Linked DNA regions of Mus musculus: region 1 is linked to region 2. A link is a contact called in public HiCAR-type data. All regions are on one chromosome and are shown on one strand. The core of a region is the stretch at or near the end of the contact, and the rest is flanking DNA. Distances in the headings are between cores, read along the strand shown. Region 1 overlaps Gm30416 (a long non-coding RNA gene). Region 2 overlaps Dgkg (diacylglycerol kinase, gamma).

Region 1 (3,852 bases), core at 1,347-3,846, 160 kb after region 2:
ACCAGATGGAAAGATGAGGTAAGACTCTCCCAGTGCAGAAACTACACCCATTCGTGAAGCAGGTACCTCTAGCTACAGAATTGTTCTTCGGAGCCAGTAGAGGACCACTGATGCTGCTGGGATGATTTGCTCATGGAAGCATGCAAAGAAGCTTGGATGCCTTCCCCGGTGACAGCCAGGGCGAGCCTCTTTATACTTATGGACCCGAGTAAAGAGTAAGAATGGAAGCCCATGTATCATGCCTGAACATATTTGCACATTATAAATTAAGCTACAATCACTGCCAGCCTGGATTCCCAATTGGTGTCCTACCAGTCACTTCCTGAATCACCACACAACCAGGAGCTGAGCGCGCACTCTCTCTCTCCTGACCAGCCTGTGCCCTAGGAGTGTTCAGATTTGGTGGGACAAGATGGGAAGGGAGGCCAGATCTCGGCTAGGGCCCCCAGCTGCTGCCCTCTGAGCCCAGGACAGGATACAGCTAGCAAGTGCTTTATGAAACAAGGCAGGCAGGTATGGGTGTGTCAGCTCACCAACTCGGAACCTCCAGACAGGTCTCAGCACATCACTCTAAAAGAAGGAAGGGAAAACAGTTATTTTGTGGAATTAGACTGGCTAGACACATGGTTCCGGAGACTTTAAAGACACTATAAACAAAAGCAGAGTATCTGGAAACAGTCCCATTTCCTTTACTCTTGAATTATTAAAAATAAAAAAGGGTACGTCTATAAAATAGTTGCTAAGTAATAAAAAAGAACTACTGACGTGTGCTGTACACACAGATGTATCCCCAAACATTATCTGTGTGGAACCACACACTGCCCGATCCCACTCAGGACCTCGGGAGAAGGTGAGCCAAGGGAAGGACAGTGGCTTCAGCCAAGAGGCTGAGTCACGGTAGGCTCCAAGCAGAGACACCCAAGAGACCCAAAGGAATTTGTTTGGGGAGGGTCGACAATGTTCAATCCTGGTTTTGGTGGTGCCTGCATCATGCTAAAGCTTTTAACAAGTGGGCTGTATAATGCTGGGAGGATGTCCCAGTGAACTTACCCTGCCAAGCCACAGGCCAGAACTTCCTCAATTCTGAGGCTACCCTGTGGCTCTCTCCCTGACCCCACCCTTCTGCATTCAGTACCCCTGGGCTGTTCCTGCACAAGCTGCCTGCATGGGAGAGTGCAACAGCCCACCCCAAATGCAGTTTCTGGCATCTTTTGAGTTGGCTCTTCGGCCATTCCATAGATCTTGGTAGACCCAAGAACAGTTCTGAAAGTGATCTTTTTTAAAACAAAGAAATCAGTACCTTTTCCTCTGTGTTAGCAGCCAACCAGGGTGCTTTAGATGCCTCCCTCCCTGCCTATGAGAAACTCTGAACAGGGAGGAAGAGGATGCAGTGGGTCTGATGCTGGATCAGACGATTACAGATCGCAGCTTGTACCTGCTGCCTGGGGGAACTCTTGTGGCTGAGACAAAGCTTACCAGGCACATCTTCCCCAACTTCCCCACCCCATCCTTACAAGCCAACTATTTCTGTGCTTTAGGCATGGCTTGAAAGGTCAGCCCTGTTCCCATACCTGTCCACAGGGTGGGAGTGGGAGTGGGGCATGGCGCCTGGGGTGGGAGTGGGGCATGGCGCCTGGGGTGGGAGTGGGAGTGGGAGTGGGGCATGGCGCCTGGGGTGAGTGGGAGTGGGGCATGGCGCCTGGGGTAGGGAGGGGGCGCTCTCCTGTCGCGGCTCAGGATGGTGCAGGACTCCTTGTAAGCAAAAGGCTCTTTTTTCCAGGACCTAAGGACAGTGTGAGAAGGTCACAGACTGACTTCCGATTTAACAAGTCTGAGGGGACGGCAAGCTCTGGCATCCTGGACTTGTTTTCTCGCTTTTACAGCTCCTAAATAAACAGACTTTTAGGAATGTTTGAAATTCAGTTCAAATTTCAAGTGTTGCCTTTAAAGAGACACACAGGTGGTCATTTCAGAGTGAATTTTTTCTCTTGCTTTTCTTGTTTTCCAACTTTGAGATTTCTTTTCATAGATTAGATTTTTTTTTTCTTTTTTGAAAAGAGGATACACCCACAGGCCAGGCTATCAAGCCCCCTCCTTTGGGCAGATCTGCCATGTTCCTTTATTATGGAAGAATAATTAGAAGAGTTTTCTCTGGTACCAGAGAAGGGGAGAGCAGCGGGCAGGAGAAGACACACAATACAAAGGACAATGAGCTAATCCAGTTGTCTGTCCACTGGACCGATCCCCTCTTAGGTCCCTCTGAGGCCAATGCGCTAATCCCCGTTACGTTCACTCACACCTCAAGGGTCATCGACACTGAGAGCACCATTATGCTTACAGGAAATGTGAGGCTAAATTCTCACGCGCAGAGACATGGTTGGCATGACACTGGTTACATTAAAGGGCTCTTCTTGACTCGAGGGCCCAGGAAGGCTGAAGTTGTCCCTACAGACACATAGTCTTTCTGTGAGTCAGTCTATTCATGCAGCAAGTGGCAAACATAGCTACCTTCCTCTTCACACAATCACTGGGAGAGTCAAAGTCCAGCCAGTCAAGGGGGTCCCTAAGACAGTGTGAGTGAAGTTGTTGCCAGGAGACACTGAGTAGGCAGGACCATGTGACTCTCTCCCAACTGCCAGGTTGCTTAGCCTTTAGAGGAGTCTTTGGGAGTGACTCCGATTCATAACCCCCTCACAAGCAGGTCTCCTCCTGACTTTTTTTTTTCCCACACTTGCTCACAGAAACATAGTTTGAAGATCTATCTTTCTGTACTTAGCCCTGGGTTCTGCAGGACCAGCCTAACAGGGCTTACTGTGAGCCTGGGCAAACGAGCCAGTGTGTGTTCGGAAACCATGTGGTCAGCATTACTGCCAGGGCCCACCATTGTTCTGGCCCAATGGTTCAGTGCGCAGGCTGATGTGGCTGTTAAAGTGAACAAAGGGGACAAATCCCTGCCTGCTGGGTACTTCACTCCCAAGAGGCAAATTGTTTCAGGATTTCCCCAGAAAGCTATTCATTCCACAGTCACCCAACTGTGTTATAGCTGCTGGCTCACAAAGGGAGCCACAGGTACTGGAAAAATAGAACTAAAGTAGAAAGATCTGAGATGGGGTCAAGCCAGTACTTCCGGTCCTGGCAGAAAAAAAAAAAAGGAAGATTAACTTTCCATTTCTGTGCAAGTAGCCACCCCATCATGTGGCCAAAAGCCTCTGAACTTCCCGATACTCCCCTGACTCCTCCTGACCACCCCTTGACTCCTCCCCTCCCACAAACAGTCCAGAAATGATGTGAAGTCACCGGTAGACCCCTGAGTCATCATCTTGGAAGCCCCGTGGATTCTGAGTCCTTTCACCACGGAAAGGCCCCTCCCAAGAATGTCCTTCAGCAAAGGGTTTAGGGTAGCTGCCTTTATTCCATTATAGGTATAGCTAAGGCGTTTCTCCATATTGTCTCAGCGAATACCAACACAGCTGCTTGAGTTGTGTTTACTATGGGGATAACGTGTAGGTTTGAAAAGCTCTGACTTGTGTGGATTCTAGACACAGCCATGTTGGCTTTGGAAGCTGCCCAGAACTAGAACCAGGGAAGAGACTAATGGGACAGGCACGAGAAGGCCAGACTCCTGCAGCAGCTAAATGTGGCTTTTCTCGAGGTTATGGGATAGGTTAGATGACTCTGACATATTTCCCCCAATTATGAAGCGCCTGCTAAAATAACAGACATGAACTGTGGAGGTGGCTTGGTAGGTACAGTGCTTGCTGGGCAAGCATGAGGGATAGAGTTCCGGACTCCAGATGACACAGAAAAGCCCAGTGGTTTGGGCAGTCCTACCAGTAGTCCTGGCACTCCAGA
Region 2 (4,042 bases), core at 319-2,818:
TGGCTCAGTCTAGACACCCAAAGGTACCTAGAAATACCTTTATTTTATGCCAGGCCGTCCTAAACAGTTTGCACATTGCATTTGTTTGAGTGTAGGCAATCATCCTCTGAGAGTGACACGAGCACGCTCATTTTAAACATGGGAAAACGAACCCCATCATATTGGTGCCATTTTATAATCCCAGCGTTTGGAAAACTGAGGCAGGAAAATCATGTTCAAGGCCAGTCCAGGCTCTATTGTGATCTCCAGGCTAGCCTGCGTTAAACAATGAGGTCTTATCTCTAAAATCAAAGCCAACCAACCAACCAACCAAACAGACAAATAAAAAGATGGCAACACTAAAGCTCAGATGTTAGAAATGCCAGGTTAGGTCATGCAGTTGTTAATTGATGTATCCAAGGCTCCGAAGTCCACGAGGTCTGACCCTGGCGCTGCTCTTTGCCACTATGTCATGCAACAGAAAGATAACAGGCCCCTGATGTCACATGGCAGTGCTCCACAGGAGACAGCCATTGATAATGTGCAAACGTATAGGCAAGAAATTTACATATTGCCTTTTGAATAAACTACAAAATAAAAAGTGCTTCTCAGGTGATTCGTGAATCCCCTTTCAAAACGACAGCTGCAAGTGGGAAGGACGAACGTATTTACCCCCTAACTAGAGAGGGTGCTGAAGTGTGTCTTGGAGCTTTTGAGTCTTAATTTAAGTAGTTGAGCAGTTAGTTCCATTCTCTAGGCTTCAAGCTGCTCATCTGATAATGTCAGAGAGTGAATTAAATAATATTTAAAACACCTCTCAACAGTAACTTCACTCTCCTGGGATGTTAGTCACAATCTTGATGCCACTGTCTTAGGCTGGGAAGGCCATTCATTTTGTATTCATTTAAAATATACTTCATTGAGCAGAGACATGGCAACAAGATATTAAGGTCGCCTATCCAACTGTCAACAATTAAACAATTGCTTAACAATTAAAGGTAATAGCTTTGTTCAGAAAAAAAAGTAAGAAAACTACCACCGCTGATGTAGAGGTATATTAGCCAAATAGGACAGCCAGCTCTAGCCCCAAAGATGAATTTTCGCCAGATTTAGTTCTGTGGGCTTATCTTAAAGTATACAGGCGACAATAACGGCACAACCGCTGCAAGATTTCACACCAAGGATATTTGTGGCGGTGTTGTTTACAGTAGCCAAATTTCCAACAACGGGAAGCCGGCCATCTCAGGGTGACAAGCACGTTTGTTAAATATGTGCACGTTAAATACCCTGACATCACTGAGAAGCCTGCTCTAAAGATGCATGGAGGAGAACCTCATACAAACTACGAGCCAGCAAGCAAAAGTTATTTAAAATATTAAACTGAAAACAGTCTCAGTACTGACTGGAGTCCCACGTGGAAAGAAACATTTGTTCCCCACCTTGTTCCCTTGTGCCCCGGAAGGTTCTGGCTGCCAGTCCACTGCCTGCCTAACCTTTTCGGCAATTGCTTCAGCTGAGGAGGGACTTCCTTGTCTAAGACCATACCTCCTCCTGGGCAGTGCTGTGGAGGGTTGGGCTGTTGTTATGCATTGTAATGCTAATTTCTAGGTCTATGAGTGAATTCTGAGGGTTACAAGCTTTTGTTGTGCAAACCTTATTCCTTAATTTAAAACTATTGGTTAAATAAAATTGGCTATAGCCAGTTACTGCAGGGATTAGAGGTAGGTGGGTTTTCAGTTACTGGGTTGCAGGTGAAGAGAGGAGAGACCAGGAGGAGGAGGAGGAATGAGAAGAGGAGGAAGCCACCATGAGGGGAGATGGACCATGAGCACATGGCCAGGAGAAACAGCACATATCTGTGGTACACCACTGGGGAGGCAGCCAGGCCAGCAGTGAGAGGAGTAGATTAGGAGTTATTCCCCAGTAATTGTCAAAGCCAAACAAAATAACCATACTCTGAGACTCATTTATTTGTAATCTAGTCAGGGATAAGTTTAAATTGGTTGCACTACACAGCACATATACAATTGCTGACTGATACAAAGCTGTGTCGTATGAAGGTCTGGGCCATCTTCTCAATGGGAATAATGCCAGCTTGTCCCTTAGCCAAGCCCCCCCTCTCTCTTTCTCTCTCTCTATCTCCCTCCCTCTCTCTCTCTCTCTCTCTCTCCCTCTCCCTCCCTCTCCGTCTCCTTCTCCCTCTCTCTCTCTCTCTCTGTGTGTGTGTGTGTGTGTGTGTGTGTGTGTGTGTGTGTGAGTGTGTGTGCATGAAGGCCAGAGGTCAACACCAAGTGATTCTTCAGCCACTCTCCTTTTTATTTTTGGGACAAGATGTCTTATTGAACCTGGAGTATAATAATTTAGCAAGCCCCAGAGATCTTCTTGTCCCGACTTCCTCAGAGCTGGATTACAGGTACCTTTTATTATTTTTTTTAAGATTTATTTATTTATTATATGTAAGTACACTGTAGCTGTCTTCAGACACTCCAGAAGAGGGTGTCAGATCTTGTTACGGATGGTTGTGAGCCACCATGTGGTTGCGGGGATTTGAACTCGGGACCTTTGGAAGAACAGTCAGTGCTCTTAACCGCTGAGCCATCTCTCCAGCCCCTACAGGTACCTTTTATTTTTCTTTTGAGTGACAGAATCCAAACTCATGACCTTATTCTTATGCAGCAAGCACTTTGCTGACAACCATCTCCCCAGCCCACCCAAGAGCATTCCTCAGTGATGCTATTATGTTTCTGTCTGGAGACCTCCACCTAAGGCTCGGCATCAATCTCATCTCACAATATGGAAACTAAGAAAGACCTCCACACATTCTCAAGAAAGTGCATGCTTAAAAAGAAATTAAAAGCGTAGGAGCAATCTATATTGATTTGATAGATGTACAATTTACAGCAGTGCTTACAGGACACTTGCAGCCTTGAACAAATTTCTTAGAAAGCATGATAGATCAAAACCAATCTTACCCACATCCACCTACCCTATTATCCACCACACTAACGGACCACCTAGGCAACCATTCACCTATCTACCCACCCACCCACCCACCCATTTAAACAATAGCCCCACCAAAAAAGAATCAAGCCTCCAACTCATACACTAGGAAAATGAATGCAAAAGGAATTTAAACAGACTAAAAAGGGCTGCTATAAAGTCAGAAATAAATGACTTAGAAATGAAAAACAAGGGACTGGAGAGAGATCTCAGCAGTCAAGAACACTGGCTGCTCTCCCAGAGGACCCAGGTTCAAATCCCAGCACTCACATGGCAGTTCAGAACTGTCTGTAACTCTAGTTCCAGGTGATCTAGCATCTTCACGCAGCATACATGCAGGCAAAACACAAATGCACATATAATAAAAATATATCTTAAAAAAAATTTTAAAAACCAAAAGCTCCTCTTTTGTTGGCAGTGTTGCTTAATTTGAAACAACAACAATAACAACAACAACAACAAGAAAGCCTGCAAGTCTGGCTCAGTAAGGGAAGGTGACACATGGACACAACCCCACTACCAGCAATGTCAGCAAGGAAGCAGGACACACAAGTAGAGACAGGAGATGTGGGGAATGATGAGAGGATCGTGTGTGCACTTTTATAGTACCGCTCTTGGAAAAGTAGGTGAAATGGAAAATTCCTGAGAAAATGTAGAGCACTCACTTGAAGGCCGACGTCTAAGCAGCTGCTGTGTGTGCCTAGGAGGGCTGGCATAACTTCCTGTATCCAGTGTGGGGTTATGATATGAGCAATGTGTATCATGACTTTCATAATTGATGACTATCATTTGTGAATGTGTATGTTGCTTGTGGACCATGCAAGGACACACACTCTAGTTAAATAAGTGGAGTGATGGCTCCTTCAGTTTTTCGCCACTAGTATTTTATTTTGTACACCACAGGGGATGTTTTTCCCTGATTGAAATCCTATCCTGTCTTCTGTTTATTCTCTTCTATAAAGTTCAGCTAATGCAGCGTGTATAAAGGCAACTATGCTTGCACATTTACCAGTCTCTTATTAGCTGTGAAGGAGCTCAGATTCCAGCGAGTGCATCTGTCGGT

What was found. HiCAR-type assays count read pairs that join an accessible place to other places.
Region 1: a contact with region 2 is called in a HiCAR-type map of embryonic stem cells, with 4 times the contacts expected there. The contact joins two enhancer-like sites. A contact is called at or near these places in 8 of 39 promoter capture datasets (the 3T3-L1 cell line, 3T3-L1-derived adipocytes, cranial neural crest and 3 more), 3 of 484 Hi-C or Micro-C datasets (myocytes, nephron progenitors and reprogramming fibroblasts), 5 of 115 datasets of contacts at active chromatin or transcription factors (acute myeloid leukemia and embryonic stem cells) and 3 of 9 other capture datasets (embryonic stem cells, liver and pancreatic islet).

What each region holds. Positions count from the first base shown.
Region 1 is chr16:22,797,660-22,801,511 of GRCm38.p6, forward strand. It overlaps Gm30416 (a long non-coding RNA gene), which reads left to right. Exons shown (of 4, transcript XR_875953.3): 2 at 1-215. Among named protein-coding and RNA genes, the nearest start is that of Gm30416, 7.3 kb to the left of the region's middle. Within about 2 kb of position 2,597, at least 34 of the 459 cell types and tissues checked have an H3K27ac peak or open chromatin away from gene starts, as enhancers often do. A contact at or near this core is called in embryonic stem cells, where this site is marked.
Region 2 is chr16:22,635,948-22,639,989 of GRCm38.p6, forward strand. The region is part of intron 1 of Dgkg (diacylglycerol kinase, gamma); the gene reads right to left. Among named protein-coding and RNA genes, the nearest start is that of Dgkg, 19 kb to the right of the region's middle. Within about 2 kb of position 1,569, at least 6 of the 459 cell types and tissues checked have an H3K27ac peak or open chromatin away from gene starts, as enhancers often do. A contact at or near this core is called in embryonic stem cells, where this site is marked.